2 separate regions of the Arabidopsis thaliana genome follow, and region 2 is linked to region 1. A link is a contact called in public capture Hi-C data. All regions are on one chromosome and are shown on one strand. Each heading gives the region's core, a stretch centred on a gene start, on an enhancer-like site or on the middle of the called end of the contact. The rest is flanking DNA. Distances are from core to core; before and after follow the strand shown. Region 1 holds the start of AT5G12360. Region 2 holds the start of EMB3011 (RNA helicase family protein).

Region 1 (7,055 bases), core at 1,589-4,088:
GATCAAATCACTTACCGCTCAAGTAATTTCCAAGTTTAAAATAAAAATATGGTTTATGCAATTATTGGTGATTTCTTATACTGATTTTAACACATCAACATAACTATGCAGTTAAAAGACATGGCCGAAAGATTACCCGTTGGATCAGCTCGGACTGTGAAGTCTCCTCCTTCTCTTAACTCATTTGGTTCCAGCCCTGGTCGCATTGACCCTTTTAATATCTTAAACCAAGCAAATAGCCAAGAATCCGAGCCAAATGGCATCACGACCCCAATGTTTTCTAATGGGACCATGACACCTGCATTTGGGAATGGTGAAGCAACGAATGAAGCACGGAACGAGAAGGAATGGGTTGAACAAGATGAACCTGGTGTCTATATCACTCTTACAGCCTTAGCCGGAGGTGCTAGAGATCTCAAACGCGTCCGTTTCAGGTATAATAGTTTCTTATCTACCTAAAAAGAAACAATCAGTTTTTTTATGTCTGAAGATTGGACTGTAATTACTGTTTTGTTTTCTGACAGCCGAAAAAGGTTTAGTGAGATACAAGCAGAACAGTGGTGGGCAGATAACAGAGGAAGAGTCTATGAACAATACAATGTTCGCATGGTTGACAAAGCCAGTGAGGACTTGCCTCGCTGAAACTCTTTAACACCAACCAGTTGTCTATTTTTTTCCTATGCCCGATTCAGGTGAGTGCAGAATCTCGGGATATAACAACAGATATATATAGAGAGAAATTAGATGTTTTTAAGTGCTTTCATTGTAGTTTGGGATTTGTGTGGTGTTGTTTGTGATAAAGTTGTAAATTCTTTGTGGTTAAATCATTCTGTAAATCCTATAAAACATACAGTGTTTTTACCCCCTAGAAACAATGCTGAGTAATTGGATTTCGAGCAGATTTGTAGATACATCATCACATTAGAAACTAAGAAGTTACTGATATTGTTCCAACAAAAAAAAAACAACTAAAGTAAAACTGGACCTCAAGTGGTGTCTTCATCCTCCTTGAGCTTGAATTCTACAGTTTCAAAATGCCATGGCAAAGGCGATGAAGGTAACGAAGAATGGTGATGGCTTAGTGAGTCTGGTGGTGAGCGCCATTGAGTTGAGCATTCCAGCAGATCGGAAAACTCCTCCATTGGTATCTCTTTGAGTTCATCCCAGCTGTTCTCAGCATCAATCTTAGGCACAAAAACAAGTGAAAGAGTCATGAAAGTTGCTCAAAACCGGAGCTACAATACGATGCTATGTGTTTGTCTCCTCTAAACTCTTATGGCATTAACCAACGATCTTAGAAGAACGATTCTCTTATAACTCAACATAATCAAGATAGAGAAAGACAAGGTAAGGTAAAAGCTAATCTTACCTCTTGAATATTATTGTATTGAGGAACCCCTTCTTTGATGTTTGTCTCTGAAAAGCAGAACAAAAATTAGGCTTCAGAGAATTAAGCCAAGCAAAGGAAACATAAGATAGAGAAAAAGGGTTCTTTCTTCATAAGTCATTATTACCATGTCCATGCAGGATGATGTGTTCAGAGAAGTAGCTATCCCACTGGTCTTGTTGTTGTTCTTCAATGCATTTGCTGTGATCATGCAAGAAACCTTCCTTTGCTATGTCAAAATCCACTCCCTCAACATCCTTCCTCGTCGTGGATGAAGCTTGAGGTTGCAACTTTGACTTGTTTGTAATGTCATGGAGAGCCTTGCGGCTTCCGAAACCCGCCCCATTTTTCTTTGGAGCTGCGAGTGAACTCTTACCTTTTCCAGCAGCAACCGCCTCTACAATGTCAAAAAAAAAAAAAAAAAAGACTTTAGAAACATAATAAGTTGCCAGGAGCTCTACCTCTAGAATTACAGAAATTCTATAAATAAAAACATGTTCCATGGTGAACATACATTCTCATGCTTACACTGATGAATAAAAACATATACAAGATGGACACAAAACAAAACTTAGTTCAAATTTGATCCTAAGCATAATATTGGACATGATTATAAATACAGACCCTGAAGCAAATTCATGAATGTATCTCTAAGCAATAATAAGAAGCTCTTAATTCAAGAAACCAAGACCTCTCATATGAATCCAAGAGAAAAAAAGACAGAAATATTCGCAACTTGGTAGGTCCTTCATGTTTCATTTCTCGTATAGTCTCCAAAGATTTTCCAACCATAGGACAAACGAGTCATCACAAAAAAAAACGATTTCTTTGTCCAATAAGATAAAAGGGAGCAAAAAACCCAGAGATTGCAGTGTAGGTAAAAATTACTTTTTCCAAGGGCCGCCAATGCATTCTCGTCCTGAAAAATCATCTGCCCGCGAAGAATTGTGTTGGCCATGCTCACTACATTCAACCAATTTTGGGGGTAAATTTTACATGAACAAGCAGCGAATGAGTGGGAAATGAAGCAATCTCGATATCAACAAAATCAAACCCAATCACTAAAGATTAGACTCACAAGATGCCGATGAGCGGATAGAGAAACTCCAAATCAACAGCTAAACAATTTCCCCACCAACCAAAATCCCCAAAAGAGTTGGCAGAAATTAAGAAGAAGAGAGTGATGATAGAGAAACAGCAAGGACTCTGCTCTAAACGGAAGACGAAGAGAACGAATCTGCTGCGATTTAGGGTATGCAGAATTTCAAACGAACAGAGAGAGAGAGAGCGGTCCGTTTATTTGTAACATTTTCAAATTCTTTACTCCCTTTTTTTTTTTGCAGCATCGTGATCAACGAGGCGCAAGGATGTTTTAATGGCTAATGGCTTTGCATAACTTTTACAGTGTTAATTTAAGTTAGTTACTTCTTTTATTTTCTCCTATTTTGCATCTTTCCAATTTTTATGCAGAAAGTAAAACATCTGTCTTGAGACTCATAACGACATCTCAAATATTTTAATTTTTTGGACCAAAACGATATCTCAAATATATTGGTCACTGTCTCAAGCGAAAAAGAAAACACAAATTAAGACCCATAACGATTCAGAATGAAGAGAGGAGGCAAGATTTCATGGTATATACATAAAATAATATATATCTGGTGGTGGCACTGACTGACTGGTTCAAGTGTGTTCTTTAAACATTGAGAGATCAGCTCAAGCTTGGCCACAAGGAGCTGAGTTTTGTTGCCAGCTTCGCACTCTTATAGTCCTCCCTCAGTTGAATAAACCTGCACATTATTCTCAACTCTTTATTTCATCATTTTTATTCTTTCTATTTTATCCTTTATAATCTCTTTCTATTCTTACCTTTGTGCGTCTTTGCGAATGCTTGGACTTCCCTCGAACAATGTTGGCAGACTATCTGGAGCAACTATGAAAACATTCGCTATTCTGCACTCACAAAAAGTGATTACAATAAATAATAATAAGAAGAAGAAGAATTAAAGTGACAAGAGAGTCTCAAGATTGTTATTTACATTCCCAGAAGCTCAAATTTCTCATCCACAGATGGAGCACCGAAGCTTTTAACAAATCCTACATACTCGTTTAAGTCACGCTTCAGCCGCAGTCCTCCACTGTCAACCCAAGTGTTAGTAATCATAAAAACAGAACCAAGGTTTATTCACTCAGACCTAATTTTGCAATGGATCTTTTATTTAATGTGGTCAAGACTTTGATTTGATCCGACAAAACATTTATACCAAGAGGTGCGAATCAAACATTGCATTCATGTCAGATCAGAGTGAAAACTCAGAGATAGCAAATTTGGAATGGTTATCTATGTTTGATTTATTAGGGCCCTGAATCTCATTTTCGGTTATTCTGCAGATGCGATTTTAGTAAGGAAAAGAGAAAACATACAAAGAGCTGAAATCATACCTGGGATTGAAAGTGAACTTCTGCCAGTGTGTTAGTAGCAGTTTTTCTAACCTATTTCCCTGAAAATGATAAAGAAAACTTAATTCAAATCCTCATCCTTCTCTATATGATGCATAAATTATAAATTATTTTTTTTAACTATTTATTTTGAAGTCACCACAGTAGTGGAAAACAAGATTGAGTTGCTTTTTAATTGGATCATTCATTTGTTAAAGACTGCCATTTCATAGGCAAAAAGATGGCAGTATATGGAAAAGTCGAAGTTATCACACAGGAACTTAAGCTTAGAATGTTTCTTTTTCTTCTCTAATCCGTCGTTGGACAAAGCAATAAAAAGCAAAGGCCAGGGCGAATAAATACTTCGAACAGATCAAATAGTAACCAAAAGGCTTAACGAAATCTGTGGTGAGAAAGAAATCATACCAGTTCAGTCAGGAAGGCTTGCTTATTAAGACCTTCCAAGGCAGTGAAAGCAGACTCAAGTACCCGGGAAAGATAAGCCACGACCCTAAACAAGAGAAAAAATCAGATAAAAGAATAGCACAGTGTTGAGACGTGATCAATAGATATTTTGTAAAATGGTTCAGAAATCTACTAAGTATAACTACAGATAAGCACTTCTGGCTTATCAAACTAAAAAAAAAAAAAGGTGAAGCCTTTAACCTTATGCAGGCATTTGTTGGACGGTGGTCAGAAGCAATTCCATCATCAGTTGATCTATAATCAGTAGACTTCTGCTCAGATGAAAGTAGCCTATCAACCTGAAAAAGACCATATTAGAGTCCTTAAAATGAGGGGAAAGAAAATATTAAGCATGACTCCTAAACCTGTTCAGGGTTGAACCTCATGGCTCTGTTTGTAATGTACACAAAAAAGAACTAACCTCAGCCATCACAGTTTCAATGCACTGCTGAAGTCCTTTATAAGCAGCTGCCTCTGCTTTGGACAGAGCAGTTGACATTTCTTCACATGAAGCAGCATGTGCACCATCCACTGGTAGGAGAAGCCGAGATATAGAATTTGCAAAATACTGGAAAAGAAAATTAGATGATTATAGAATTTTCATTGTAGAAGATTGGGTCAAACTATTTGAATACTTTAATAGTTGAGTAGGAGAAGCCTTCTCAGATGAAATAATTGAAACGAACTGATAACCATAAAAGTAATCCAACATGCCTGCTGAACTATAGCAACACTGCTACCGCAACGTTGCACAGCAACCATGAAGGATTTAAAGCTACTTTCACCAGCAGCAGCAGCAGCTTCTGCCTGAGAAACAATCAAAGAAACTATAATTAACTCCACATAACAATAGCATTTCAAATAGTGAGAAATAGAAAAGAGAAGGAATTACAGCAGAAGCAGCTGCAGCAGCTACTCTTCTGCCCAAAACAAATCTCTCCCTCAATGCTGCAGCTTCAGACAGGCTATCCCTTGCCCGTTCAAGTCCCTCAGTTATGTATACGCTCACCTGCAAGAACTCATCATTGCATCAGCTCTATTAATATGAATGACTCTAGAATCTCATGAACAGCATACCTGGTCTAGCAGGCAAGTAAATATAGCTTTAACATTGGCTGCAAGTGTGGCTGGCTGCACAAAAAAATAATTATAAATATCAGATATGCAATCCCAGATATTAAAGTTTACTTACTGTTAGATAATTCAGCCAAAATCAATATTTTAGATTATTTCTTTGTCAATATCCTATTCCGACATCTTTTCTCAAAATTCACAGCAACTAACTTATTTTGGAAAAGTTTCTCATAAATTGCTAAGTTCAGTAACCTGAGATGAAAACAATGTGCATCTGGTTATTGCTTCTTCATTCCATCGAACAAAATCTGTGACAACGGTGACTGATATCTGCTGCAGAGATGATGATATTGAAGCACCCTTAGAGCGTCCTATTGTCCCAGATGACTCTGAGACTTGCTGACTCTCAGCACGCAATTCTTCCATCTGTAGAGAAAACCTCAAATCTAAGCACTTCACATTAATGAACAACATAACAACTAATTTCAATCAGAAAATTGAAATAACCATATCAAACCTTTGCTTGATATAGTTGTTTTAAGGAGGCCCGCTCATGCTCAGGGTATTCATCCTTGTGCGAGGAAAACAAGGACTCTGTCAAATCTGCACAGTCAAAATATAGAGTTGTCAGCACCAACGAAAGTTTGCATGACAAAACAAAACTTCTATCATTAAAAAAAACGACCTTCAACATCCAGGTCACCACATCCAACAGCTCGGAGGTCTTTAGCAAGTTCTTGTGTTCTCTCATATGCAACTGCTAACATTCTAAGGTACTAAAGACAAAAATTAAGAGTTAACTTTCTTATACCAATCCTACTACGAAGATAGCAAAAGAAAGAGATAAAGAGGTATCTACACACTAGTAACAGTCCGCCTTCTTGCACAGGTGGTGGACTCATAAGAGAGGGCTTCGCCAAAATTTTGTCTAGAATACCTGTGACACGCTGCTCCAGAACTCTCTGCGTAAAATACACGAAGAGTTGGTATAGCTTATCCATATGCCGGGTTAACACTACAGTGTCCAAATTATCGGTGCCAGTTACCTGAACTAAGATCGCCATAACTTCATTTGGAGTCGGGAAAACAGCTGTAATGGTCGCTGCTTCTTTGCGTACGGTGTCTACACATAAGAAGTAACAAAATATATGAATCAGCATAGAAGCATGTTTCAAGTATTGCATCCAGATCAATGACCTTCAAACCTGTAATTTCCTTGAATAAAGCAGAAAGTCCACGGGCAACATTGCTAGGACTAGGCTGAGAACCATGGTCACCAAGAACCAACCTAATGTCTGAATTCATGACTTCCACATCAATAAACATTGGACGTGTAGCCACATAATGTTGCATAGCACTTGTACCCCTGTTAAACTGAAAATCAAGAAGAAAAAATACTAAGTATCAAGAACCATATGTACAAGAGGAGAACTAGACATCCATTCCTTCTGTGACAGCTTTATGTAGAATTAACCAGGATGTAATCACTCGATACGTAAGGAAGGCCTTCGCTCGGATCTTAGATAAAAGAACAGGTTTTCCTACTGAATTGTAAAGGGGCATGCTGCAGAATAAAGCATTCACCTGTGACAAAATCTTAGCGCATTCTGACATGGTTGATAAATCTCTCCGCTGTGATGCAGCATCAAAACGAGATAAAAGCCTGTTCTCCAATTCTACAGCATCATAC
Region 2 (7,055 bases), core at 2,729-5,228, 120 kb after region 1:
AAGACCTTTACGACTGTGTGAAAGCAGGTAGATAGATATATCACCAAAAGTATTCATTCAAATCATCGTAGTTCCTCCACTGAGAGTGCTTAGACTTCCCTTTTTTGCTTCTTTGAGCCTCCTGTGAATGGCACAATTAGTGAGTAAGAATATTAACAAGCAAAAAACTGCTGAAAGCACAAGGAAAAGCTCGAAATTTAAGGCCTACCATCTGAATCACTTCATAAATAGGAGTCACAACTTTCCTCAAGAATGCATCTTCCTCGCCTCCATAAGCTGGCTTCACATTTTCCCCAGTCATAGGACTAACATTCCCAGCCAGCATACCATAGAGTTCAAATGCCATCTGCGAAAGCATGAAATAGAGTAGGAAGTATAAGAATATCACATCTAGGAACGCATACTAGCAAAAAATCTGTGTATTTATCAAAAGAAAGCATGGTACCCTGAGCACAATTGACATTTAACCAACATTCTAATTTCTAAGGGGAATAATATCAATTGACATTTTCTCATCAGAAATACGTCAACCTGAGCACATATACACATGTTTTGCCTCAAAACAAGACTCAGATGACAATTTTATTACTGTGCGTGCAAGTTATAGCTCCTTAGCAGAAATATAAACAACAAAAGATATAACTTTCAAGGATTAAGAATGACAGTAAAGCATAAGATTATCATTGGCGGACAAGCATAAAAATACAAGAATCACGCACAAACTACGGAAGACCTTACAAACTGAAACTTACATGATGATAAATGTAGCAGAGACACTCTGGCATGAATCTCAAGTTCGCTGCTTCACCCCAAATTAGAAGATACAGGGCCATATACAATAGTTTGCGCTGCTGCATTTCCTGCTGTATAGTTGGCAACCTACAAGAAGATCATACTTTAAAACAGATTCTCCACACCAGAGTTTGCATAAACATTTAGACACACACACGAAATCTAATTCCTGTACATGAACAGCATACAGAAACTCTCTGTTGCTACAATTCCCTTACCAAAGACTACTCTTTCGACCAAGGTATTTGCACCATTTCTTATAGTTCTTGAAAAGCTTCTTCATCACTTCTGTCAATGCTTGATCATCTAACTGTGAGGGCACAATGAGAACAAACGAAAGGATAAACTGAAAGTACATTCATTAAATATTATGCTCATAGTAGGATGCAGTTACATATATATTCCATGGAAAAAAAATGTACTGCGCAGAAATGTCCTACATGCATGGACACACGAAACCTATATAAAAGTGGTCTTTCAACAATGGTAAAATTAAGGTATAAACCTTTGGCTGCTGATCAGGCTTAGGAAATTGTCTTATATGCACATTAGCAAGTAATAAGATCAGATGCTCCCTTTGATTAGCCACATTGTCTTTCTGCAGAACCATAGCATAAACAAGAAAAATTGCATGTTAGCAAGTAATAAGATTAAGTGCTCCTAAGATTAGCTGCATTGTCTTTCCGCCAAACCATTAAAGAATTTATAGATTACTCTCAACAAAAGCTTAATGACAATTGGCAAGCATCACGAACTAGAAAAATTACCTGAAATCCAAACATTTCTTGAAGCCAATCAAGCATGTCTTCATCTTTCTTTTTCTTGTGACCTTCTGGCCAAGGAAGACCTCTAGTATTGCGGAGAGCAAGAACAGCAGCTTGGATCTGCAGTAAGGATTACATCACCCGCTGATAACATATTACAAATAATAACAATGCCCAACAAGAAGAGGACTAACCTCAGGATATCTCATAATCGCTTGATTGGCACTATCAGGATCGAGAGGTAGGATATTATAGGGGACATACAACTGTGTCTTTTCTGCAACCTTATCTTGAGCTTCCAGAATCTGGAACCATTCAACTTCATTGTAAAGTTGCACAAGAGATGGAAAAAAAAAAGAGACAGGACTAGAAGGTCACAATGCCTTACCTCCCGGTCAACCTCAATGGACTGTGTCAGATTAACAGCCTTCAACACCTCAAACAAAACATTGGCAGTTTGGTATGCCTTTGTCAGCTGGGCACTGAAAATTAACAGCACTTCAAAGTATCATTAAGAGAATTTAGTGCTCTCAAACACTGGCAAAACACAAATTAGCATCTTAAAAAGACAATTTAAGTAAGTTAGACATACCGGTCAGCCTTATCAGCAGCATTGTGCAAAGCTTGAATATACTTCTTATAGTAGTGTTGATAAAAGCTTTGCATTTCACGGGCATCACTTTTCTTAACCCTGCCCATCAGTGTTGGATCATGTTCCTGCAAAAAAATCAAAGCAACAGTAGACCACATTTGTCAAAGAAAAGTACTAAAACCAAGATTCCTTCTAATAGCTATCCAAATCTGCCACATGCAAGAATCAAGCAGAGTATAAAGAATGCTCACTCTTTCAAGACGCTGTAGAAGTGCAGTCTTAAACTGCCGAACACCTCTTCCACTGGAGGTAGGATCCAATCTATGTGCTTTCTCAAATGCATAAAACCGACCTAAGGGAGAAAGCAGAACCAAAAACCAGATAAACAACCAAATGACAGAGAACCAAATTAAGAAATAAGTTTTAGAAGAACTTACAGAGATACGCAACCCTAGGATTACTAGATTCAACTTCATTAGCAACCCGAAGAATGGGGGCAATCTCAACAAGAGATGATGGAACAACTTCACTATCGAATGACTCTCCAAGATTACCAGCAGTCTGAGTTCGTATAATCCGCCGCTGCTGAGGCTGAGACGGCCCTTGATCAGGACCTCCTCTCGTAGCAGACATTTTGTCTACCCTATAACCTCCAGGTTTTAAATCGTTTTAAGGTTTCCTCAGCCTCCCTGAAAACAAACAAAAGTCATTAGACGAAGATGGTTAAAAATCAACAGTGACGAACAGAGATGCAACATTGAGAAGAACATACAGAGAAACGGAGATCCAGAAACCCTAACAATGGCGGAGCAAAGGAGCCACAACTTTTTAAGCTACTTAGCTGCTAAGTACGCAAAGTGAAAGGGAGAGAGAGAGAGCAGTCTGAAATGAATGTTTTTTTGTATTTATCTTCCTTTTTTAAGCACCGCTTTAATAGACACAAAAATAAAAAGAAATTTTAAAAAGGACACTTTCGAAGGTCGTGTCCAGAAAAAGGCTCTACCTTCCATTTAATTACAGTAACACCACCAAGTTTAAACTGTGGCAATGTCGGTTTTGTCTTGGAGCAAGCAAAAAAAGGTACCTCCAATCTATTCACTGAGACAAATAACGTAATACTTATGAACCGAAAGGGTATTTTTGTAAGGGGATTTGGAATTTCAAAAAAGTCGAAGATTCCAATAAAAAAAGTGTTAGCGGTTTTTTAAAAACTTGAATGGCTTCTTTGACCTCATATGACTCGTCATTACTTTTTTCAATATTTTTTTACCGTTTTGTTTGACGTTGTTTTTACCGTTGCGTTTGTCCAACAAGATTAGAGGATTTGGCGCAGTGTTTAAAGTAATTAGATAACTAATAACCTTTGATTGTTTTATAACCAATAAGTTTTCGTTAGATCTTATTCCAAATTATATGTTTCAAGTGTTTAATTTGATGTAAGTTTTTATCCTAAACATGGGCTTTAAACATGTAATTTATGAGTCAGGATACCAAAGATGTTATTCAAGCTTTGATGCAAGTGCAAGCATGGCCTGCTGGCCAACCATTTATCAAAGATATACCAGTCCTAGTCCTGAACAACAACAACAACTCCGATAGCATCACTTTCACTTTCACTTTCACTCAAGTCATGTTGCTGTCGATAAGTAGCAGCCTCATACATAGGCCGGTCATACTCTTTATCAATAAAGTTATGTTGAGCCCAAACAAAAAAGCATACGTCGGCGTAAAAAACATAACAATGCGTTAATGCTAAAAGGCCCATATGTAAAATAAATCGGCCCATATGTAAAACTTTTTTTCTGATTCAAAACTTATAAAAAATAATCCCACGCACATACTGAATCGCGTTAAAGCGTGTGTAACCTAACCGGCGGTGATCCTTTGTTCCGATCGTGTTGCTAACTTTCTCAGCTTCCAGATATCTCTCTCTCTGAGGAGATATCAAAGGTTGATCCAAAGAAGGTGTTTCACGTTGTTGAAATTGGATAATTCAGAAAAAAGCACCTGGAATCAATCACTCAAGAGGAGTTGAAGGAACCAAAGCCCTAATAAACTAGGGAAAGTAATCTATCCTCGCCGGAGTCGTTGTCTCGCCGATAAGGAACGAAGGACGAAGCTGTCTTCGATTTCCGGGATTGAAGATTCGGTTTTGAGCTCAAATCGTCGACTGAGTAATGGGGGTAAGTTCCGATTTGCTGATTTTGCCAAATTTTCGGATTTTTTAAGTTGTTTTGCGCTTGAGGAACTTGATTATGTGTACAAGCAATAATTGTATTGTTTATGATATAGGTTGATCCATTCAAAACTACGGAAACGTTAGAAGCCGACAAGGAAACCAATGGTGGTGTCCCTGTGAAGGATAAATTGACTTTTAAAGCTCCTGAGAGAAAGTCCCGTTTAGGTATGAGTTGGGATTTGTGAGCTTTTGCATTTTGATTACTTGTTTTGGAACCGTATTGAACCCATGGGGATAATACATTTGTAGGTTTGGATGCAAGGGCAATTGAGAAAAAGGATAATGCCAAGACTGAGGGCGAGTTTAAGGTTCCGAAGAAGTCAGCAATATCTGTTACATCATCGTTGGATGAAGAAGATAAATCTGATGTATCAGGATTAGATTTTGGAACAGAAAACACTCGACCTGTCCATTCCAGCAGGCGATATAGAGAGAAGTCTTCAAGATCTCAGTCTGCACAAGGTATTTTTTTCTCATCAATATGTAGTTTTCAGCCCTAGACTTTGATCCTTCTTTGTGAGCATAAGTACGATGTTGAAATACCACCTTCATTCGTTTTTCTGAACTCCTGTGCTTATGACTTATGACATTTGTGATTTATTTATTTTTTTGTATTGCAGAAAGTACCGTGACTACAGAGAATGCTGGAACTTCAGATGTAAGTCAATTCCATCCTAATAATGAAATCATTATTTTGCCCTGGGTTATCTATCTTTTCTACTTACTTAACTGATTTTTAAGAGTACATGCAACTTGACTTTTAGTATTCTGACATATTTTTCACCTGTTGGAATGAAGATCTCCATAACTCCAAGGACTTTATCTTGCACATCTAGTTATGAAAGAGGTGGTAGCAATAGGCATCGAGAAGAACATAGGCGTGACAGAAGTGAAACTCCGCGGTCAAGACAGAGAAACACTTATGATGAGATGGATCACTACCGACGGAGGGAATCTTATCGCCAATCTGACCGAGACTATCACGGAGAAAAGCGTAGGAGATACAATAGCGATTGGAGGACTCCAGGTATGCTAAAGATTGTTGAAGCTCATAAAGCTATCAATTTATGAGCTTATTGACATAAATGTCACTACATTTATCTCTATACAATTTTGTCTATTTTCAATTTTTTGTTCCCATAAGTGTGATGAGTGTTGCAAACACAACACTTATTTGGCCTTTTTGATGGAGTGTAGGTAGGTCAGACTGGGATGATGGACAGGACGAATGGGAACGTAGTCCTCACGGAGACAGAGGCTCTAGTTACAGCAGGCGACCTCAACCTTCTCCATCACCCATGTTAGCTGCAGCTTCACCTGATGCTCGTTTAGCCTCCCCGTGGCTGGATACACCACGTTCAACTAGTATGTTGTGTTTTAATTTTAATATTTGTAATTTGGTTCTATTAATTGCAACCCCGGGAAAAGATTAACAACGGGATTTATCACCATACCCTTCTTCACATGCAGTGTCTTCTGCTTCTCCATGGGATATGGGTGCACCTTCTCCTATTCCAATTCGGGCTTCTGGATCATCTATCAGATCCTCAAGCTCTAGGTATGGTGGAAGATCCAATCAGCTTGCATATTCTAGGGAAGGTGATCTGACAAATGAGGTATGCACCCATGATCATGCCACTTCTTATTAGACAGAACTGAATTTCCAATTTGTTTCCCATGTTTTAAGAATCCATGTCGAGCTTGCTTGATAAATGTTTATGTGGATTATAGCTCTCTTGCATTAGGATTTTTTTTGTTTGTTTTAATACCTATGCCACATGTTGTTATGTCTTATATAGGGGCATTCAGATGAGGATAGATCGCAAGGAGCTGAAGAATTTAAACATGAGATCACAGAAACAATGCGTGTGGAAATGGAATATCAGTCAGATCGTGCATGGTAAGTATTACTTTCCTTTAGAGGCAGGAAAAGATTGGTGAATCAATAATGTTTTATGAACTGAGAGCATAGTCTCACTCTTCACGTTCATTGTTGAACCATTTATAGATTTTATAAAGCCTGTATGAATAGTTGTTGTTGCAATTTCCCAGGTATGATACAGACGAAGGGAACTCACTGTTTGATGCGGACAGTGCATCCTTTTTTCTTGGAGATGATGCTTCTCTACAGAAGAAGGAAACTGAACTGGCAAAGAGACTGGTATTTATCTATACCAATTACGCACTCTTTCTTTACAAGTTTTTATATGACACTGCTTATATCTGATCTATTATCTATGGCTAGGCTTTTCCGTTTTGCATAAATCATCTAATTTAATTTGATTCTGACTGAAGCATTAATCTCTTATCTCTTTTTACTACTCTTGATTAAGTATACTTAGCTAAATTATGTTGTTTTGATATGTAAGTTCAGATTATTATAAGTGTAGGTTAGAAGAGACATTTGTAAGTTCAAATTATGTTCTCGATTGAATGCTTTGTAATATTTGTAATGCAGGTTAGAAGAGACGGTAGCAAAATGTCACTCGCTCAGAGTAAAAAATATTCTCAGCTCAATGCGGATAATGCTCAATGGGAAGACCGCCAGCTTCTCAGATCTGGAGCTGTTAGAGGCACAGAAGTGCAGACTGAGTTTGATAGCGAAGAAGAACGGAAAGCAATTCTTCTTGTACATGGTATATAGACTACTAGAATAGCTCAAAGTTAA

What was found. Capture Hi-C pulls out chosen DNA fragments and counts their contacts.
Region 2: a contact with region 1 is called in a capture Hi-C map of root, with 2.2 times the contacts expected there. The contact joins the promoter of EMB3011 here to the promoter of AT5G12360 in region 1. A contact is called at or near these places in 2 of 26 Hi-C or Micro-C datasets (seedling and vegetative nucleus) and 1 of 3 other capture datasets (root).

The regions. Positions count from the first base shown.
Region 1 is chr5:3,999,904-4,006,958 of TAIR10.1, forward strand. It overlaps AT5G12360, which reads right to left and starts at 2,839. Exons shown (of 5, transcript NM_121274.4): 1 at 2,466-2,839; 2 at 2,276-2,350; 3 at 1,515-1,784; 4 at 1,370-1,416; 5 at 987-1,184. The coding sequence starts at 2,345. The coding sequence ends at 987. It overlaps SEC10 (exocyst complex component sec10), which reads right to left. Exons shown (of 25, transcript NM_001036794.2): 9 at 6,950-7,041; 10 at 6,571-6,739; 11 at 6,412-6,488; 12 at 6,229-6,327; 13 at 6,051-6,141; 14 at 5,883-5,968; 15 at 5,618-5,791; 16 at 5,369-5,422; 17 at 5,184-5,300; 18 at 5,006-5,098; 19 at 4,713-4,859; 20 at 4,493-4,590; 21 at 4,253-4,337; 22 at 3,830-3,888; 3 more. The coding sequence ends at 3,099. AT5G12350 (Regulator of chromosome condensation (RCC1) family with FYVE zinc finger domain-containing protein) reads left to right here. Exons shown (of 9, transcript NM_121273.5): 7 at 1-22; 8 at 112-434; 9 at 525-898. The coding sequence ends at 642.
Region 2 is chr5:4,118,422-4,125,476 of TAIR10.1, forward strand. EMB3011 (RNA helicase family protein) reads left to right here and starts at 3,979. Exons shown (of 17, transcript NM_121304.6): 1 at 3,979-4,331; 2 at 4,441-4,552; 3 at 4,637-4,849; 4 at 5,008-5,045; 5 at 5,186-5,414; 6 at 5,585-5,752; 7 at 5,858-6,003; 8 at 6,187-6,287; 9 at 6,440-6,548; 10 at 6,846-7,023. The coding sequence starts at 4,326. GSL12 (glucan synthase-like 12) reads right to left here and starts at 3,068. Exons shown (of 43, transcript NM_121303.8): 1 at 2,921-3,068; 2 at 2,586-2,837; 3 at 2,400-2,500; 4 at 2,149-2,273; 5 at 1,945-2,038; 6 at 1,751-1,861; 7 at 1,560-1,676; 8 at 1,298-1,390; 9 at 1,011-1,102; 10 at 753-879; 11 at 209-346; 12 at 45-121. The coding sequence starts at 2,781.